2 separate regions of the Zea mays genome follow, and region 1 is linked to region 2. A link is a contact called in public Hi-C data. All regions are on one chromosome and are shown on one strand. The core of a region is the stretch at or near the end of the contact, and the rest is flanking DNA. Distances in the headings are between cores, read along the strand shown.

Evidence for each region. A called contact is a pair of places that touch in the nucleus more often than the background predicts.
Region 1: a Hi-C map of tassel shows a contact between it and region 2, with 3 times the contacts expected there. The contact joins the promoter of LOC541861 here to the promoter of LOC100384514 in region 2. A contact is called at or near these places in 2 of 25 Hi-C or Micro-C datasets (ear and tassel).

Annotation. Positions count from the first base shown.
Region 1 is chr4:54,352,863-54,358,505 of Zm-B73-REFERENCE-NAM-5.0, reverse strand. It overlaps LOC541861 (kinesin-like protein KIN-5C), which reads right to left and starts at 1,702. Exons shown (of 20, transcript NM_001349555.1): 1 at 1,552-1,702; 2 at 1,115-1,470; 3 at 897-1,035; 4 at 696-793; 5 at 460-616. The coding sequence starts at 1,578.
Region 2 is chr4:53,926,454-53,932,694 of Zm-B73-REFERENCE-NAM-5.0, reverse strand. LOC100384514 (Dihydroxy-acid dehydratase chloroplastic) reads left to right here and starts at 3,324. Exons shown (of 14, transcript NM_001177037.1): 1 at 3,324-3,984; 2 at 4,529-4,600; 3 at 4,962-5,009; 4 at 5,120-5,274; 5 at 5,404-5,598; 6 at 5,669-5,780; 7 at 5,997-6,066; 8 at 6,152-6,210. The coding sequence starts at 3,508.

The DNA of each region.
Region 1 (5,643 bases), core at 453-2,952, 430 kb before region 2:
GCTTCTGTTAGAGTGAACGCACTAACCAGTCAAACCCAAAAGCTTAAGTTGATAAGAGAAGGTAGACAATCCACTTATACACTTCAACATGCTCACTCACGCGTGGCCACATAGAAACACACAAACATGAAAATAAATGGGTGGAAGCACAAATAAAGCCTCTACTAGGATTCGAACTCGAGACATTTATCTCTGATACCATGAGTGGACACACTAACCAGTTCAACCCAAAAGATTAAGCTAATGAAAGAGGTAGAATCCACTTATACACTTCGACAGCTTCAACCTAGTAAAATGCATGCCATCTAATAAGAACATTTCCATATGTATCCAGTATCCAATCACAAACGTTAGAGCTAATAAGTTCACAAGGTTATTTTTCAATTGACATTTTCAGTCATAGCTTCGAGAATAAGGAAACTACGAAGGTTGTAAACTGAGAAAGTGAAGCCATATCACCTCAGGCCTGTTCTTAATGCTCTTTGCCCGGTGAGCATAATCCAATGTACTCAGGGTTTCTTCGAGACAATGCACAGAGGGTGAAACAGTAGCGATAATACAAGTCTTTGTTCTTCCTCCTAATGAATCACGCAGCAATCTTGTGAGTTTGCTGTCCCTGAAAGATAGGAGAACTTTCAGCAAGGTAACAAGCGGCAATTATTGTATCTGCACCTACATGATCAACTGCCGCTTACCTGTAAGGAACATGTCCAAGGTGTTCGACCAATGCCGTAATCACACGACCCAGAGTAAGCAAGCTTTTATTAATTTCGCCAGCCTCCCTTGCACGGCCCTATAGTCAAGAGGAAGTGCATTACTTCAGAATAGAATATTATTGATGCTAAGAGATGAAGGTATTTAAAAGTAGCATTCAAGCTTGTTCCACAATACAATACCTCCTTAGCTCCAGAACGAGAGATGTTCTCGGACCCAGCCAAGTCAACTAGATTTAACTTCCCGCATTTTATCAGCTCTTCTCCTTCAGGGGTTGCCTCTTTTATGTGAATAGTGATTGAGAATAGAGAGTGGGACCGGCTAAAATGTTAAAAGTAGTAATGAGCACATAAAGTTTGTTGTAGCGGTATAGTTCAAAAGAAGACTGGCTGAGATTGACCTAGATTGCTTGTTCAGTAATGTCTCTGCAGTGCGGCGTTTTGCAGACCCCCTTTCTAACAGAGAGAATATTTCACTCGCGTTCGTAACAATTTCTTCCTCGAGACCTCGAACAAGAACTCCACCCTTCCCATCCTCCATAAGATTAAGAGGTAAGGCTTTCTTCTGTTTATCCTCAAATGCAGCCTTAGATATCTCTTCAGGAGCAAGAAGATCTGTAATTTCCTCATTGTACAGCTCAAGGAACGTGATCTTAACACTGTACTCGGTGTTCTGCCTCTCCAGGGTATCAAAGATTTGCTTCACTGCCCGAGGTATAACTCCAGCGTCTGCAGGTAATTGACCCTTCGGTCCACTCTGCAAGCATTCTTGCATAATCGGTGACCAGCGAATGAGACAACCAGGAACCATAATAGTCATAAAAAACAGCAGACTTGCCTTGGCTCTCCTGCACTCGCCTTCCATGGTGTATGTTTTTCCAGTGCCTGTCTGGCCATACGCAAATATGGTGCAATTAAATCCCTCTAAAACCTCATTTACAATAGGAATAATGGCCTGGTCATACAATTCCTTCTGCTTTGCTGTCGGTCCAAAAACCTGGGAATAGGGCACTGCATGTTACAGTTCAGCACCTGGCAGCCAAACCTGAAACAAAGTAAAGCTGTGGCGCGGCTTGCACTAGCCGTTGAAATATAAGATAAGTGAATTGCCCTCTTCCTATCAGCTTAAGTACATGCAACTTAATATGATATCAAAGTCACCCAAAAGTCATGAGTTCAAATCCTGATTAGCACAATTAAAATAAAAAAATTGTTGTGCGCTCCTATTTCACATCTGAGACTCAAGAGACGTTAGACATGAGAGGGTGTTAAAATATAATAAGTGAATTGCCCAAGCTTTTGATAGTAACTTAACATGATTGCCTATACTAGCATAATTAAAACGTGCAGAACAGCCTGAACAGGTGCTTATTACGAGTGTTCCACATTAAGCAAGAGTATTATAGTCAAACAATATTGTTTGAATTCACAAGCTAAACACTTGCACTGCAAATTGAGCTTGTTTGGATGCAAGCAACCGGTCTCATTGTTAAGCAGCCATAGATATTAAATGTCCCCCCAGAATGAACCAGGGGAACAAACACAATAGAATACTGGTGGGGATTCGCCAATCATTCACTAATTTTAAACTGGTCACACTGAAATAGAACTAGCCACAGCCACATCGCCGTAAAAACAAATGCAAGCATCAATGGGGTGGGGGAAACGCATCCAGTCACTGAAACTCCCACATCACGTGGTCAGAAACGAGGTAGAGGGCAGCAGACCTTGTCGAAGGCGTAGACCCGATCGAACTGCTTCCCGGCGATGTTCTGCGTGACGGCGACCTCCCGCTGGTAATCGTTGCAGGTGATGACCTGCGGCGCGTTGTTCCGGAGCTCATCATCGCTGAAGGGCCTGCGGAAGCAACCACGCGGGGATCAAAGGGCGGCGGATCTGGGGTGTGGGGGCTGAAACCGACTGCGCGCGAGAGAGAGGGAGTGAGAAATCGACGGCTGCCCGTGGCAAGTACCTGCAGCGGAGGAGAACCTGTACGTTCACCGACTTCTCCTTGTCATGTCGCGACGACATGGCGCAAGCGACGGCGGAGAGCAGCGCTGGACGGGCGGGCTGCGGTGGCTTAGATTTCAAAATATCTGCATCAAGAGGGGGAGGACTGAGGAGCGGGTGCGGGTCGGGAAGAGGGAGAATTCGAACTTTTGGGGGTTGCGACAGCAGGTGCGTCAGATTTATGCTATGAGCCGTTGGATAGGCAGCCCTCAACGTGTGTGAACTGGGCTCGGCCCAATAGGCCTGTTAGTGGGGTCGTGCGTCGTTTTGATATTTCTCTGTCTCCCCTCTACTTTGTAAATCTGTACTACTCTATAAGGACTCAATGTGAACGTTCACAATGCTTTACCATGCCCCCGTCGCCTCCGTCTCACGAGCCACCGCCCCGACCGCGCTCCCCCGTGTCCTGCGGCGTCTGCACCCTATGTGCCCCGTCGTGCTCTCTCCCACGCCCGCGGACCGTCGTGCCCCCTCCCCTGATCTCGAGCACGCCCACGCGTGAACCCAGCCCTAGCCATGCCCCCGCCGAGCCCCCGCCCCCGGATCTCGTGCATGGATGACCGGCATGGATGGCGCCCCCGATCTCGCGCCCGCCCGCCCGCCCGTGTGTTAACCCAGCCCGAGTCGTGCCCGCACTGAGCCCTCGCCCCCGGATCCTGCGTGTGGACCCAGCCTCCGCCGCGCCCCCGGATCCCTGGCGCCACCATATCCGACCGCATGGGAGGCGTTGTACTCGTGCTTCGCCGGAGACTCTCGCACGGCGGTCGCGCGCCTACGGATCTCGGCTCGGTCAATGCCGCCGCCACCTGTGGCGTTAGTTTTGCTGGGCTGCAGTGGGTGCAGGGGAAGGCTGGCGAGGACCGCGTCTATATCGTGGTGTCCAAAGAGCAGGGCTAGGTGTTCGTCGGCATCTACGATGGCTTCAACGATCCCGACGCCACAAACTTTCTTGTCTCCCATCCCTACGCCACCGTGCACCGTGAGATCCACAGCCTGCTCTGGGATTAGTGCGAGCAATAGGAGCAGCACGACGCAGATCAATATTGTCATGGAGCATAAGCTTGTGTATATTAGATCCATCAGATTTTTTGGAGAAATATCAATTTGCCAAAGGTTCAACTCAAACCAATAAAAAGTCAAAGAAAGGGTTCAAATAAAAAGAGCAAAAGACAACCGAAGGCTGCCTTGGTCTGGCGCATCGGACTGTCCGGTGTGCCACCGGACAGTGTCCGGTGCACCAGGGTGGATCAACTCAAACTTGCTAGCTTCGGGAATTTGGGGAGCCGCTCCGCTATAATTCACCGGATTGTCCGGTGTGCAAGCAGAGCAACGGCTATCTGCGCCAACGGTCGTCTGCAAAAGTGAACAGTGAACAGTCAACTGCGCGCGCAGAAGTCAGAGCAGGAGCGGAAGGCGCACCGGACACTGAACAGTGACTGTCCGATGCACCACTGGACTATCCGATGGCCCTACAAGTCAGAGCTCTAACGGTCGAACCCTAACGGTTGGGTGACGTGGCTGGCGCATCGGATAGTGTCCGGTGGCACACCGAACTGCCCGGTGCACCATACGACAGCAGCCCCTCCCAACGGCCACTTTGGTGGTTGGGGCTATAAATACCCCCCCAACCACCACACTTCGAGGCATCCAAGTTTTCAGCCAATACATTCAATACTAGAGCTATAGCATTCAATACAAGACACAATTAGAGTGAATCAAAATCTCTCCAAGTCCCTATTCCACTCAAAGCAATAGTGACTAGAAGAGAGAGTTTTGTCGTGTTCATTTGAGCTCTTGCGCTTGGATCGCTTTTCTTCTTCCCCATTCTTGTTCCCGCAACATTTGTAATCAAAGCAAGAGACACCAATTGTGTGGTGGTCCTTGTGGAGGACTAAGTGTCCCGTTTGATTGAGAAGAGAAGCTCACTTGGTCTAGGTGACCGTTTGAGAGAAGGAAAGGGTTGAAAGAGACCCGGTCTTTGTGACCACCTCAACAGGGAGTAGGTTTGCAAGAACCGAACCTCGGTAAAACAAATCACCGTGTCACACTTTTCATTTGCTTGTGATTTGTTTTTGCCCTCTCTTTCGGACTCGATTTTATTTCTAACGCTAACCCCGGCTTGTAGTTGTGCTTAAAGTTTATAAATTTCAGATTCCGCCTATTCACCCCCTCTAGGCGACTTTTAATTGGTATCGGAGCGTGGTACTTCATTAGAGCCTAACCGCTCGAAGTGATGTCGGGAGATCACGCCAAGAAGGAGGTCATGACCAGTGAGAAGCCTGCTACAAGCCATGGGAAGGCTCCATCAAGGGAGTCCGACACCAAGCACAAGGAGGAATCTCCTCCACGCATCAAGTCGCATTGGAGTGGCGACAAGAAGAAGAAGATGAAGAAAGTGGTCTACTACGAGACCGACTCTTCGTCGTCATCCACCTTCGGCTCCGATGCACCGTCCGTAACTTTTAAGCGCCATGAGCGCAAGAAGTTTAGTAAGATCCCCCTACGCTATCCTCGCATTTCCAAACGTACTCCTTTACTTTTCGTCCCATTAGGCAAACCACCCATTTTTTATGGTGAAGATTATAATATGTGGAGTGAAAAAATGAGGCACCATCTAACCTCACTCCACACTAGCATTTGGGATGTTGTTGAGTTTGGAGTACAGGTACCATCCGTAGGGGATGAAGACTATGACTCGGACGAGGTTGCCCAAATCCGGCACTTCAACTCCCAAGCCACCACTATACTCCTCGCCTCTCTAAGTCGAGAGGAGTATAATAAGGTGCAAGGGTTGAAGAGTGCCAAAGAGATTTGGGACGTGCTCAAAACCGCGCACGAAGGAGACAAGGTGACCAAGATCACCAAGAGGGAAACGATCGAGGGCGAGCTCGGTCGATTCATGCTCAACCAAGGAGAAGAC
Region 2 (6,241 bases), core at 2,075-4,574:
GTATACTAGCCGTGCTCACGGTCATGAGCGGCTCGGACGCTCACATGATTAATTTATGGAACTTAAACTTAACCTGTCATTTCATTGCATCTGGGATTATTTTACTATTACTTTTATTTATTATTACTATGGGTTGGTATTTACTTACACTTAGTAACTGCTAATAAAATTTTGACCAACTTATAAAAGCAATGCTCAGCTTCAGCCTTTATATCATTGATCAGCCTTACACTTCATGAACTCCCACCTTTGGTGAGTTCATGCCACATTATTCCCCACAACTTGTTGAGCGATGAACGTATGTGAGCTCACTCTTGCTGTCTCACACCCCCTCACAGGAGAAGAACAGGTGGTTCAGGAGGAGCCACAAGGCGAGGAGTTTGATCTGATCTAGATGGCGTTTCTCAGTTGACATTGGCGCCGACGATCCTTAGTTCGTTTTATGTTTATTCTTTTATTTTGTATTAAGTCTTCCGCTATGTAATAAATACTCTGATGTTTTATGACATTTATCTCTATACACTCTGTTATTGTATATGTTGTCTTCTTGGCGCATGTATGAGATGCACCCGGCTTTGTTCCTTAAAACAGTGTGTTACATTAATTCATCTCCATATTATGCTCAGGCCGAGTCTAGTAATATGACATTAATTAACTTGATAAAAAGAAGATATCTGATAATCCTAAGTATTGACATAAGGTTTTGTCCGAAGCTTTATGGGCTCACAGAATATCTAAACATAGTGCTACTAAAGTGTCTCCTTTTGAGCTTGTATATGGGCAGGAAGCAGTGTTGCCTGTGGAAATAAGCTTGAATGCTGTCAGGTTCGCCAGACAAAATGATCTAACCGTCATGGATTATTATAATTCAATGATGGATAATATTGATGAGGTGACCGACAAGAGGGTGATAGCTTTGGGAGCAATAGAAAAGGACAAGATCAAAGTAACCAGGGCCTACAACAAGAAGGTCAAAGCAAAGTCATTTCAAGTAGGGGACCTGGTGTGGAAGACCATCCTGCCTCTAAGGAGTAAAGACCGAAAGTTTGGAAAATGGTCGCCAAGCTGGGAGGGTCCATATAGAGTAAAACGGGTAATGTCTGGTAACACCTATTTATTGCAAACATTACAAGTCAAAGATTTACCCAAAGCCTTGAATGAGTGTTTCCTTAAGCAGTACCATCCTAGTATGTGACAAGATGCCTAAGAGAACCGATGTAATCACATCGAGTTATTTGCTTTTGGTTTGCTCAGCTCCACCAAAAGGCAGGGGGCATATGTTGGGCACCAAATTGAGGTGCGGACAGTCTAGCCCTGAGGCCGGACGGTCCGCGGTCCGGACGGTCCGCGCCTGTGGGCCGGACGGTCCGCGCACGCGCAGAACAGATTAGGGTTCCGAGTTTTTCGCTGTGTTTGTTGGCGAAAATCGCGGGATTTGCTCAGAGTTTTGTTGGTAACGGGTCCAGCCCCACTCCTCTATAAAAGCAGAGGATTACGGCCGACTAATCATCATCAATTGAATCAACAACACTTCTATTTCGCATTTTATCCTAGTAGTAGTTCTAGTCTAGTTTAGGTTTAGCCTCTCGATCTTTAAATTCTCGCTTCTCTTCGACTCTACGCCGATTAGAAGAGTCTAGGTCGGCCTGCCGAGCCTAGATATCACCTAGGATCTCTCCTCCCCGACGGGGTCCCTCCGGGAGTGAGATCCAGGCCGCCGCCGGCGACTTCCGCCGCCTCTGCGTACGCGCGCACCGTCCGGCCGTCAGGCAGAGAAACCTAGCCCCTGCGCCAGGTCGCGAACCGTCCGGCCCCAGGCCGTGGACCGTCCGCGCCTGACCAGAGAGCACCGCCACGGTTCTTGTTGAGTGTTTGGCGCTCCGAAAAGGCGTCAACACACTTCTACGACAGTTGATGCTCCATGTTTTGTCCAACTTGGTTCTAGACCTATGCGTCGTCATGAGTGTAAGAGCTGATGCCGCTTGATGTAAGAGTTGATGCTGCTATCTGGTTACAAAGCTTGTGAGATTATTCTAGTACATGCTTTTGTTCTTCTAAGCCGTACTGATTCACCCCCTTTTGAATTATTGGTAGGTTGTAGTTTTGGCTCTGCTCTAGTATGGCAACTTGTCTTCTAAACTGTTTGTTTCAGTTATACAACTTGTTCTAGTAATGCTTCAGTTATTTTGCTCTGGTTGTTTCTTGTATGACTTCCAATAGAACCATTTTTTGGCCATTTGTCCCATAATGAGATGTTAAGGGATCACTCCATGGAACTAAATACAAATATGTTTCTATTTTGTGGTTGGTTTACTTGATGGGAAGAACAGAGAGCATGCTTTAGTGTAATCGCCATGCCTGAACATGAAAGCAAGTATTTGTGAACAAGCATATTGCGCGAATCTAGGAGAATAATTATTCATACAAAATCAATATAAATTAAATAATCATGTAATCAGATCGAACTTATAAAAATGCAATCAAAAGTTTATGGCTCGGATTGCCAAAATTCTGTAGGTAATCGGTCACTCCAAAGGAGAAAGGTGAGACGGAAAGGATACATGATTGTATCCTCTGTATCAGATAGTTGAACTATAAATATTCTTCAAAATATTCATTACGAATTCAGCTTGCACCTTTTACCACCTGCCAATCCTACTCGCGGCGACACGAATTAGATTCCTAGCGTTCAATCAGAGCATCTATTTTAGATTAGTTAAATGGCTTATCAAGCCAAATTTTAGCTATTCAACAATAAAATAACTTTCCAACAGACTATCTATCTAACTCATCAAGCTATCCGACTCTATAAATTGTCTCTCTCACTAGTCAAATTTGGCTAGCTATCTGACTAGCAAAACTAGATAGATAGTCTGTTAGAGTGAAATGCTACATATAAAGTGTAATTTTTATGAAATTGTAAATATAAAGTCAAATAGAGAGCCAAAAATAAAGAGTCTCTTGAAGATGCTCTCAACCTCTTGAATTTGAAGAGTTTTTTGGGTTAGTCCACCCTTTAGAAGGTTTTTATTTTAAGGAATCTTCTACAGAACTAGTATTATATACAAATGGTTAGAGTTGCTCTTATATATCTCTTGTACTTAAAAAAACATTGCGAGGACTCAGAAACAACTAAAGAAAGAGCTAAAAAGTCTTAAATACTTGGAAAACATCCAAAAGCCTAGAAACGATTAGAGAAAGAGATAAAAAGTTCAGGTTTTCTACGCAATTTAGATAAAATAATAAAAAGCGTCTCGATTTTCTAAAAGTTGGGTATAATTATATGAGATCGAGGCAAAAACAGGGGCGCGCCACCCTGTCCAGTTCTCAACCCGGCTGTGCTGTCTCGTCGCCTTCCTCCCCTCCTGCCGGCTGCTGCCGCCGCCAGCCGCTGCAGGCACGCTTGCCCTCTGCTCCCTGTCCATCCACTCATCATTCCCCGTCATCCACCAATTCACAACCCAAAACCCTAAACCCATTTACCTCAACGCCACCGCCGCCGCCGCGATGCAGTCCATGGCGCCCACCTCTCCCTCACTCCCGGTGGCAGGCCCCGTTCCCCGCCGCCGCCTCCAGCGCGTCCGCGCCGCCGCGGTCTCCGACGAGCCCAAACTCAACAAGTACAGCGCGCGCATCACGGAGCCCAAGTCGCAGGGCGCCTCGCAGGCCGTGCTCTACGGGGTTGGCCTCACCGACGCCGACCTCCGCAAGCCGCAGGTCGGCGTCTCTTCGGTGTGGTACGAAGGGAACACCTGCAACATGCACCTGCTCCGCCTCGCCGAGGCCGTCCGCGACGGCGTCCGTGAGGCCGGCATGGTCGGCTTCCGATTCAACACCGTCGGTGTCAGCGACGCCATCTCCATGGGCACCCGGGGCATGTGCTACAGCCTCCAGTCCCGCGACCTCATCGCCGACAGCATCGAGACCGTCATGGGCGCGCAACACTACGACGCCAACATCTCCATACCTGGGTGCGACAAGAACGTGAGTTCCTTTCCGCTATCTCTGCTGTTGCAGATGTGATGTACACCAGTTAGTTCAGTGGGACTATGGAGTGGAGCCAATGTTGCCGCTCTCATAATCTATATATCAAGGTCCTGAATTATTACATGATAATCGAAAGGCACTAAATTCCTCATCCTGGTCTCCGCTGGTGTTCACTTCCTGCTAAGATTGTGTTGGTTTGGAGGTGGTGGTGCAATTTTAGCTCAGTTCTAGTAAGGGGAATAAAAATTAGCAGCAAGGACTGGAGCTTTCTTATATGCTACATGGCTTTCTCATTAGTTTTCTTCTGGATCTGGATGTCACAAAATTGTATTGTTTTCTGAAAAGCAACGAGCTGTCATATGTGTCTGGCAAAAAGCTTGTTGTTTGAATGGGTGCTGAGGTGATTGGAGTTGGACCTGTTTGTTCAGTCCGAGCTTAGCAACTAGTAGGAAGAAGTTAAGATTTCTAGCTTTGTTCTACCCTGTATTAATGCACATTTAGATCTTAGTTGCAGCTGGATTTAGTGGCCATTTGTTTGCAGATGCCAGGTACAATAATGGCAATGGGACGGCTTAATCGACCTAGTATCATGATATATGGTGGAACTATTAAGGTAATGCTCCCCTGGTCTCTTGCTGTATTATTACTAATTCTAAAATGTGCTGTTCTTCAACAGAATGTTTGGCTAGCTTGAGTAAGCAAAAGACATTTGTGAATTGCGATAGAACAAACTGCTTTCCTGGACATTGCATTAGCGCAGTAAACAATGAGAACTGAATAACTCATTGGTACGGTTTGCCCTGAAAAAACTGATTGATACAGTGGAGTGATTTATGCTAGAAATTGAGGTTAACATTATTGGCTATTGCCAGCGTGTGTTTGGAGTCCTTAACCAGTGATAAAATATGTTAAATATGCATGCCTTTTTTGAGCTGCTGCTTATTGACAATTTCTGGTGGATCTTTTTGATGCAGCCTGGTCACTTTCAGGGCAATTCCTACGATATAGTTTCTGCTTTCCAGGTATGTTTATCACCTTTGGTCTGTTCATCAACTCTACTTCTTTGATAGAAGCACTTTGGCATTGTACATTGTACAGCTAAGGCTTGTTTGCATTTTGATGTTTTATGCAGTGCTATGGAGAATATGTTAGTGGTTCAATCACTGATGAGCAAAGAAAGAATGTGCTCCGCAATTCATGTCCAGGGGCAGGTGCCTGTGGTGGTATGTACACAGCAAACACTATGGCATCTGCTATTGAGACATTGGGCATGAGCCTTCCATACAGGTGCAAATTATATCTTGATTTTTTTCTCATTTATTACTAAACACGAAATATGGTTTTTATTCATATAAAAATGCTTGGAGGATATATTTGACTTCTTTTTATCATTATTGCTGTAATTATGTACCAAAGTTCTTCGACACCTGCTGAAGACCCGCTAAAGCTAGAAGAGTGCCGTCTTGCTGGGAAGTATCTTCTAGAGTTGCTAAAGATGGATTTGAAGCCCAAGGACATTATAACTGAGAAGTCATTGCGAAATGCAATGGTTATCGTTATGGCACTTGGTGGTTCGACTAATGCTGTTCTGCATTTGATTGCCATTGCTCGGTGAATTACTATCTTCTTGCATGTGCTTTCTACTTAGGTTGATAAAAGCTCATTGGTTGTCTTCTTTCAGGTCCGTAGGTCTGCATTTGACTCTTGATGATTTCCAGAAGGTTAGTGACCAAGTTCCTTTCCTTGCAGACCTCAAGCCCAGTGGCAAATATGTCATGGAAGATCTACATAAGGTAAATGCTTAATGGTTCTAAGTGGTTTCGAGCCATACTCAATCCAGCTTAAGTTTCCAGTTTACCTTTTTAATGCACTATTGCTCTGTTATGTTGTATTTTTATGTACATTGTACATACACATTGTGATTTTCTTCACATAACCATTACAGCGAGAATATCTATAAACTTAAATTAATCAATGCAAAGTGCTTGAGAATAAGCAATGTATTACAGATTGGTGGGACACCGGCAGTCATTCATTATCTTCTGGAGCAAGGTCTTCTTGATGGTGATTGCATGACTGGTGGGTACAGTCAATAATTTCTATTGTGTAATTTAAAATCTCTATACTGTAGTTAATAACATGGTATTTCTTTTTCCAATTTCAGTTACTGCAAAAACTCTAGCTGAGAATGCCAAAATTTTCCCTCCTTTGTCTGAAGGGCAGGTAGTACTCAATTATGAGTTCTTTAACGTTG